2 separate regions of the Sorghum bicolor genome follow, and region 1 is linked to region 2. A link is a contact called in public HiCAR-type data. All regions are on one chromosome and are shown on one strand. The core of a region is the stretch at or near the end of the contact, and the rest is flanking DNA. Distances in the headings are between cores, read along the strand shown. Region 1 holds the start of LOC8081073 (FIP1[V]-like protein). Region 2 holds the start of LOC110432449 (glycine-rich cell wall structural protein-like).

Region 1 (2,843 bases), core at 150-2,649, 36 kb before region 2:
TACATTGTAAAATGTGGCTTTCTCTCCAACTTGGAACATGAGAGCAACAGAAGGGCATTTGTTACTTTCCCTGTGTTGATGAACAGGTGAACCAAAAGCACAGGTTACTAGATTCAGAGCTATATGTTTAAATTAATGGTAGAAGGTTAAAATCCATTTTGAGAATGAAATAGTTCTCGCAAGGCACAATCAATCAAATCAAACCAGCAACATGCCTTGGGTGGAAGGTATACTCAATCCAGTTAAAACACCGTCAGGCCTCAAAGAAGACCAACACAACAAGAAAAGCTGTTATGATACTAGTACTATTTAACAGAACAATCGAGAAAAATGTATAAATCTATAGGCCTCCAATCAACTGACAATGCCAAAGTTAAAGGACAAACAGATCGTGACGGATTGGTGCATCAAAAAAACGATATAGGAGTAGCTGATTGGTTGCCCAACGTCTCTGAACTAAAAGAGTGGCCATAAAGAGCACTACAACCCCCACTATCGCTCTATCCGCACTGGTACAGATGTAGTGACACAGAAAGAAGGCGAAAGTACCCTTTAGTGTAAGCGTAATCCCCATAAACCTGAAGCAAGAAGAAGACGTTGACACCATCATGCACAGCCTGCACAGCCAACTTCCGAAGTCAATAAAGCACCACTTCGGAGACATCAAGGTTTCAAAGTATTAGTAGAAAACTGAACTCGATCATCTAGCTAGCTATTCCAGATAAATCTAATATTTTGCAATCGCAAGTCCATGATTCGGCTTATCGAGCCCCATTTCGGCAACAGTCAGTTCTGAATCTAATTGAGATCAGCCTAACTTCTCGTGATCCACATGTTTCGCTATGGGGGAGGAGAGTAAGAGAAAGAGAAGACGACGAAGAAGAGAGCCTGGAAGCGACGAACCTTTACAGCGACCTTGCCGCCGGAGTAGGCCTTATCTTCGTCTGGATCGAGCGCCGGCAGCAGCGCGAACTCTGAGGCCTCCACGCTGTCCCAGTCGTCGCTGTGCCCGTCCACGGTCACCTCCCCGGGGCGGAACTCCGCGAGCACGTGCCCGCTGCCTCCAGCGCAGGTGGGCGCCTCGCCATGGTGCTCGTGCGCGCTGGTGGCTACCGCGAGGGCAGCCGCTGCGAACAGGATGACGAGTAACCTCCTCATGCAGGGACGAGCAGATCGAGGCTTCGTGGTCGACCGGAGGCCGGAGCCACGCTGCAGGAGGCTCCTTCCGTGGTCGGGGCAGCAAGAGCCTCGATAGGCCGAGATTGGTCAAGTCAGCCTAGCCCACGCAGCGGCGGCGGCGAAGAGAACAAGGAGGCGTCCGTCGCCGGCCTGGTTGGGGCTGAATTTTCGCTTCAGCCCGTGAACAGCAGGAGTTGACGGGAGTACCCCTGTGGCTCCACCTAGCATTAACCTTTTGACAGCCACGTGGAATGGGCGGACCCTGGTCCGTGCATCCATGGTGAATTGTTGACATGTGTAGAGAAGGTACTCCTAGAGTCCTAGTACACAAACTACTATAATTTTAACATTAATTGTATTGTTATCTAAACATTTTTCTGACATGGTAAGATAGGCCTTTCGTTTTTATTTGACAAACATTATCCAATCATAGAGTAACTAGGTTTAAAAGATTCATCTCGTGATTTACAGATAAACTGTGCAATTAGTTTTTGTTTTCATCTATATTTAATACTCCATGCATGCGGCGCAAAGTTCGATTTGACGGGGAATCTTGAAAAGATTTTGGATTTCAGGGTGAACTAAACAAGGCCATAGTAGTTATTAAGAAAAGAGAGTAAAAATTATAGAAACCGGGTCTAAGTTAGAAACCATATCTACACGAAAACCAAAACATGAAGGAATGTGATTGATAGAGATTGGAGAGAGAATGTATGTGATTGGATAAAAAATATCCATTAGGATTATGGTTTCTATATATAGTGTCTAAAGAAATTAATAGGTATAAAAATTACATATAGTTTCTAGCATTGGGACTGCTCTAACCAAATCTCATGCCCAGCAAAATATGCATATAAAAACCATGGTCACAATGGATAGTTTCTACACAATAATTTTTTATCCAATCACATTCATCATCTCTCTCTCCATTCCTAACCAATCACATCCTTCATGTCTTAGTTCTCGTGTAGACATGGTTTCTAACTTAAATTCAATTCTATGAATTTTGCTTTCTCTCTTCGATAATTATACTTAGGTAGCAATACAATTAATATCCATAGAAATTATGATAATTTCAGTATTTGGAGTATCATTAGGCCAGTGCATGTTATCTTTGTCTTTCTAAATTTAATCTCTACGCATGTTGTCTAGTCTTCGTGTGATGTTGTGTTATATATGTCACATGTGGATCATCTACTATAGAGGTACACAGGTATTAGGTATTGAATTGTTCTTGAATCAATTTAATTTTACCAAAAACTCATGTTCTAAGACATCCACGGCGCTAATAGTTAGACAAGTCTCAAGTGCTCAGAGTGACCGAACCCCAAGTGTTAAGATGAGAGAAATAACTTGTGGCTTGTTCTTGGTTGGGTTGGGCTTTCTGAAAATTCCAATATCATTGAGAACAGAGTTCAGAGTAAAAGGCTATGGCGTTTTCACAAGTCCTGTTGTGCTAAGGCTGTGGAAGTTCTGCGTTTAGACGAGAAGTCCGCGTTCAAAGGTGGAAGCTCTGCACCCTAGACGCCCATAATGTTTTGAGCTTTAACGGTGGTTCTTATGGGGACTAAATATATGTACCCATCCCACGTGCTCGGTTGGTGTTGCTGATGCACTCATCATTCTAAAGACATTCCAAAGCTCTATGAATCTCTCCCCAACCC
Region 2 (2,749 bases), core at 190-2,689:
CACTGCCGTATACATGTGCAAGAAAGCAAAAGAGATCACAGTAGCTTGTTGTACGTCGTAACAGCATCGGCCGCTTGCCGCACGGGATCAGACCACGCCCGTGTTTGCTCTGGGAGCACGAGCCATGGCCGTCGGCTCGTGAGGCGACGGCAGCACTCTCTCTCCGTGATAATTCTGTTGGTTTTGTCTCGGTAGATGCGTGCAGACGGCTTCCACACAACCGTTGTACGTGCCCTTAATGGTGGTGGGTTCGCTAAATCTGTGGATATACATGTCTGGATCAGGCGAGAGCTAGATAGAAAGCGCGAGTTTGCTTCAGGCAGGTTATTAGTAGCTTTCGTAATGTACCTTTGAGTTGTGAGTTTTTGACTGTGGCGTAGTATGCACGACTCCAAAGTAAAAAGAGTCCGTGCCACAAACCACAGGCCATGCGTATCCAGATAACTGATCTTTTGTGGCTACTACCTAGTACACTGCTCACCGGCTATCTATACTGTCGGCAGTACATAATGACAAAAAGTAAATTTTGCCCCACCACCGTTGTACGTATCAGTTCTGATACTGGGACACAGTGGGACTCGCTACGAAGCTCAAGACAGACACAGACCTGTGATGCGAAAGCGGCAGGTCTCACAAGTCACAACGTACCGGCGGCTCAGCACAAGCAATGTCCTGCGACCCGCGTGCCGGCCGCCAGCCGTGCGTGGGTACGTGATTATTACGTGTATATCCTTAAAAAAAAAAGGTGACTACCCTATACCGGTGCGACCGCACACCGCGCGCAGCCGGTAGGAAACGAAAAGCGCCGCGGCACCGTGACAGTGTCGCTCGCGGTGGCATGGGCGCATCGTCTTGAGTCTTTGCGCTGGCGCGCGCTCTGGCTCGTCAGTTGGTTGAGCGGCCGGCGCCCCACCCGGTCAAGCGCGTCAACATAAATGCACCGGCGTCCCCCGCGCGCCCCGTCCGCTCAGAGAGCCACAGCTCACCAACCGAATCCACTGCAAACGCTCATGCACGATCGAGCAGCCTCAAAACAAACACATTGCAAACAGTCTCTGTGCCGGGGCCCCTAGTCCCGGCCGTGGTAAATAGCCGCGAGACGGCCGGGCCGGGCCCGTCTCTGGCTCTCTGCTCGCCCATGTCGTGCTCTTCTCTGTCTGTTCCGGCGACGGCATCGGCATCCCGCACAGCGTGTCTCCTCGCTGGCGCGGCTTGCCTTTGGAGGCTGAGGCCGTGACAGTTGAGACGTGCTGCAACTACCGACATTAACTCCACGTACACATGCAGTCTGCTGCTAGCTAGCTTTCCACACTGCCCACTCGCTCGCTCCACTTGATCACATCGGCTCCGCGCATATATATAAGCATGCAGCGTCCTTCGCTGCAAGCATCAATAAGCAACACGCAGCTCAATTTACTCCACTGTCCATCTCATCGTCATGGGGAGGGTGGCGAGGCGTGGGAGGGCCTTGGAGCTCGCGGCATTGGCCGTGGTGCTGGCTCTCGGAGTGGCCGTTGATGCGCGGTTCCTTGAGACCCAGAACTTGGGCGGTGGCGGCGGTTTCGGCGGAGGCGCTGGCTTTGGTGGTGGTGCTGGGCTTGGTGGAGGAGGTGGCGCCGGTGGTGGATTTGGTGGAGGGCTTGGGCATGGTGGAGGTCTTGGCGGCGGGTTTGGAGGTGGAAAAGGTGGCGGCCTAGGTGTGGGCAGTGGTCTTGGTGGTGGCGGCGGAGCAGGCGGTGGACTCGGTGGAGGGCTTGGGCATGGTGGTGGCCTTGGAGGTGGCGGAGGTCTTGGTGGAGGAGGCGGCTTAGGCGGTGGAGCGGGTGGTGGACTAGGTGGTGGTGCTGGAGGTGGTCTTGGTGGAGGAGGTGGCCTTGGCGGGGGTGCTGGCGCAGGCGGTGGCCTAGGCGGTGGTGTTGGTGGAGGCCTTGGTGGTGGCACGGGAGGAGGGTTTGGAGGTGGTGTCGGTGCAGGTGGTGGTCTAGGGGGCGGTGCTGGAGGTGGCCTCGGTGGCGGTGCAGGCGGTGGAGCTGGAGGTGGTCTTGGCGGAGGCAGTGGCCTTGGCGGCGGTGCAGGTGGTGGATTGGGAAGTGGAGTTGGAGGTGGTCTTGGTGGAGGCAGCGGCCTTGGTGGTGGTGGTGGCCTTGGAGGTGGTAGTGGTTCTGGAATAGGTGGTGGTTTCGGGGGAGGCAAAGGTTTCAGCGGAGGTCTTGGTGGAGGTAGTGGTGGCGGGTTTGGCGCTGGTGGTGGAGCAGGAGGTGGTGCCGGGGGAGGGTTCGGTGGTGGTGGTGGCTTGGGTGGCGGAGGTGGTGTAGGAGGAGGGTTTGGTGGTGGTGCCGGAGGTGGCGCTGGCTTGGGCAGTGGCGGCGGCGGCGGTTTCGGTGGCGGCGGTGGCTTTGGCGGTGGACATTGGTGAATTATATTGTATATGCATTGAAGCATGGAGTTATTTTGTGATGCAGATAAATACTAGTACATATGACCAACCAAATCTTATGTTGTAATTTTAATTGAACTTCACCGTCTTCATTGTTGTATGCTTACAATTACTTATTCATCATCTTCGTTAAGGAATAAAGATATTGAGATGTTATGTTTGCAATGATAAGTACTTCTGTTCGTGACTACTACCATTTGAGACTAACCAATGTCTTTGTACAAACTATTTATTTTTATTGTTAGTCCGAAGTGATATTATAGAGTGACGTGCCAATAGGATTGGGCAATCGGTTGGAACCGACATTTCGGT

What was found. HiCAR-type assays count read pairs that join an accessible place to other places.
Region 1: a contact with region 2 is called in a HiCAR-type map of leaf, with 3 times the contacts expected there. The contact joins the promoter of LOC8081073 here to the promoter of LOC110432449 in region 2. A contact is called at or near these places in 1 of 4 Hi-C or Micro-C datasets (leaf) and 1 of 1 datasets of contacts at active chromatin or transcription factors (leaf).

What each region holds. Positions count from the first base shown.
Region 1 is chr1:68,064,027-68,066,869 of Sorghum_bicolor_NCBIv3, reverse strand. LOC8081073 (FIP1[V]-like protein) reads right to left here and starts at 1,399. Exons shown (of 17, transcript XM_002465323.2): 1 at 904-1,399; 2 at 550-617; 3 at 4-70. The coding sequence starts at 1,158.
Region 2 is chr1:68,028,280-68,031,028 of Sorghum_bicolor_NCBIv3, reverse strand. LOC110432449 (glycine-rich cell wall structural protein-like) reads left to right here and starts at 1,439. Exons shown (of 1, transcript XM_021452894.1): 1 at 1,439-2,416. The coding sequence starts at 1,439. The coding sequence ends at 2,416.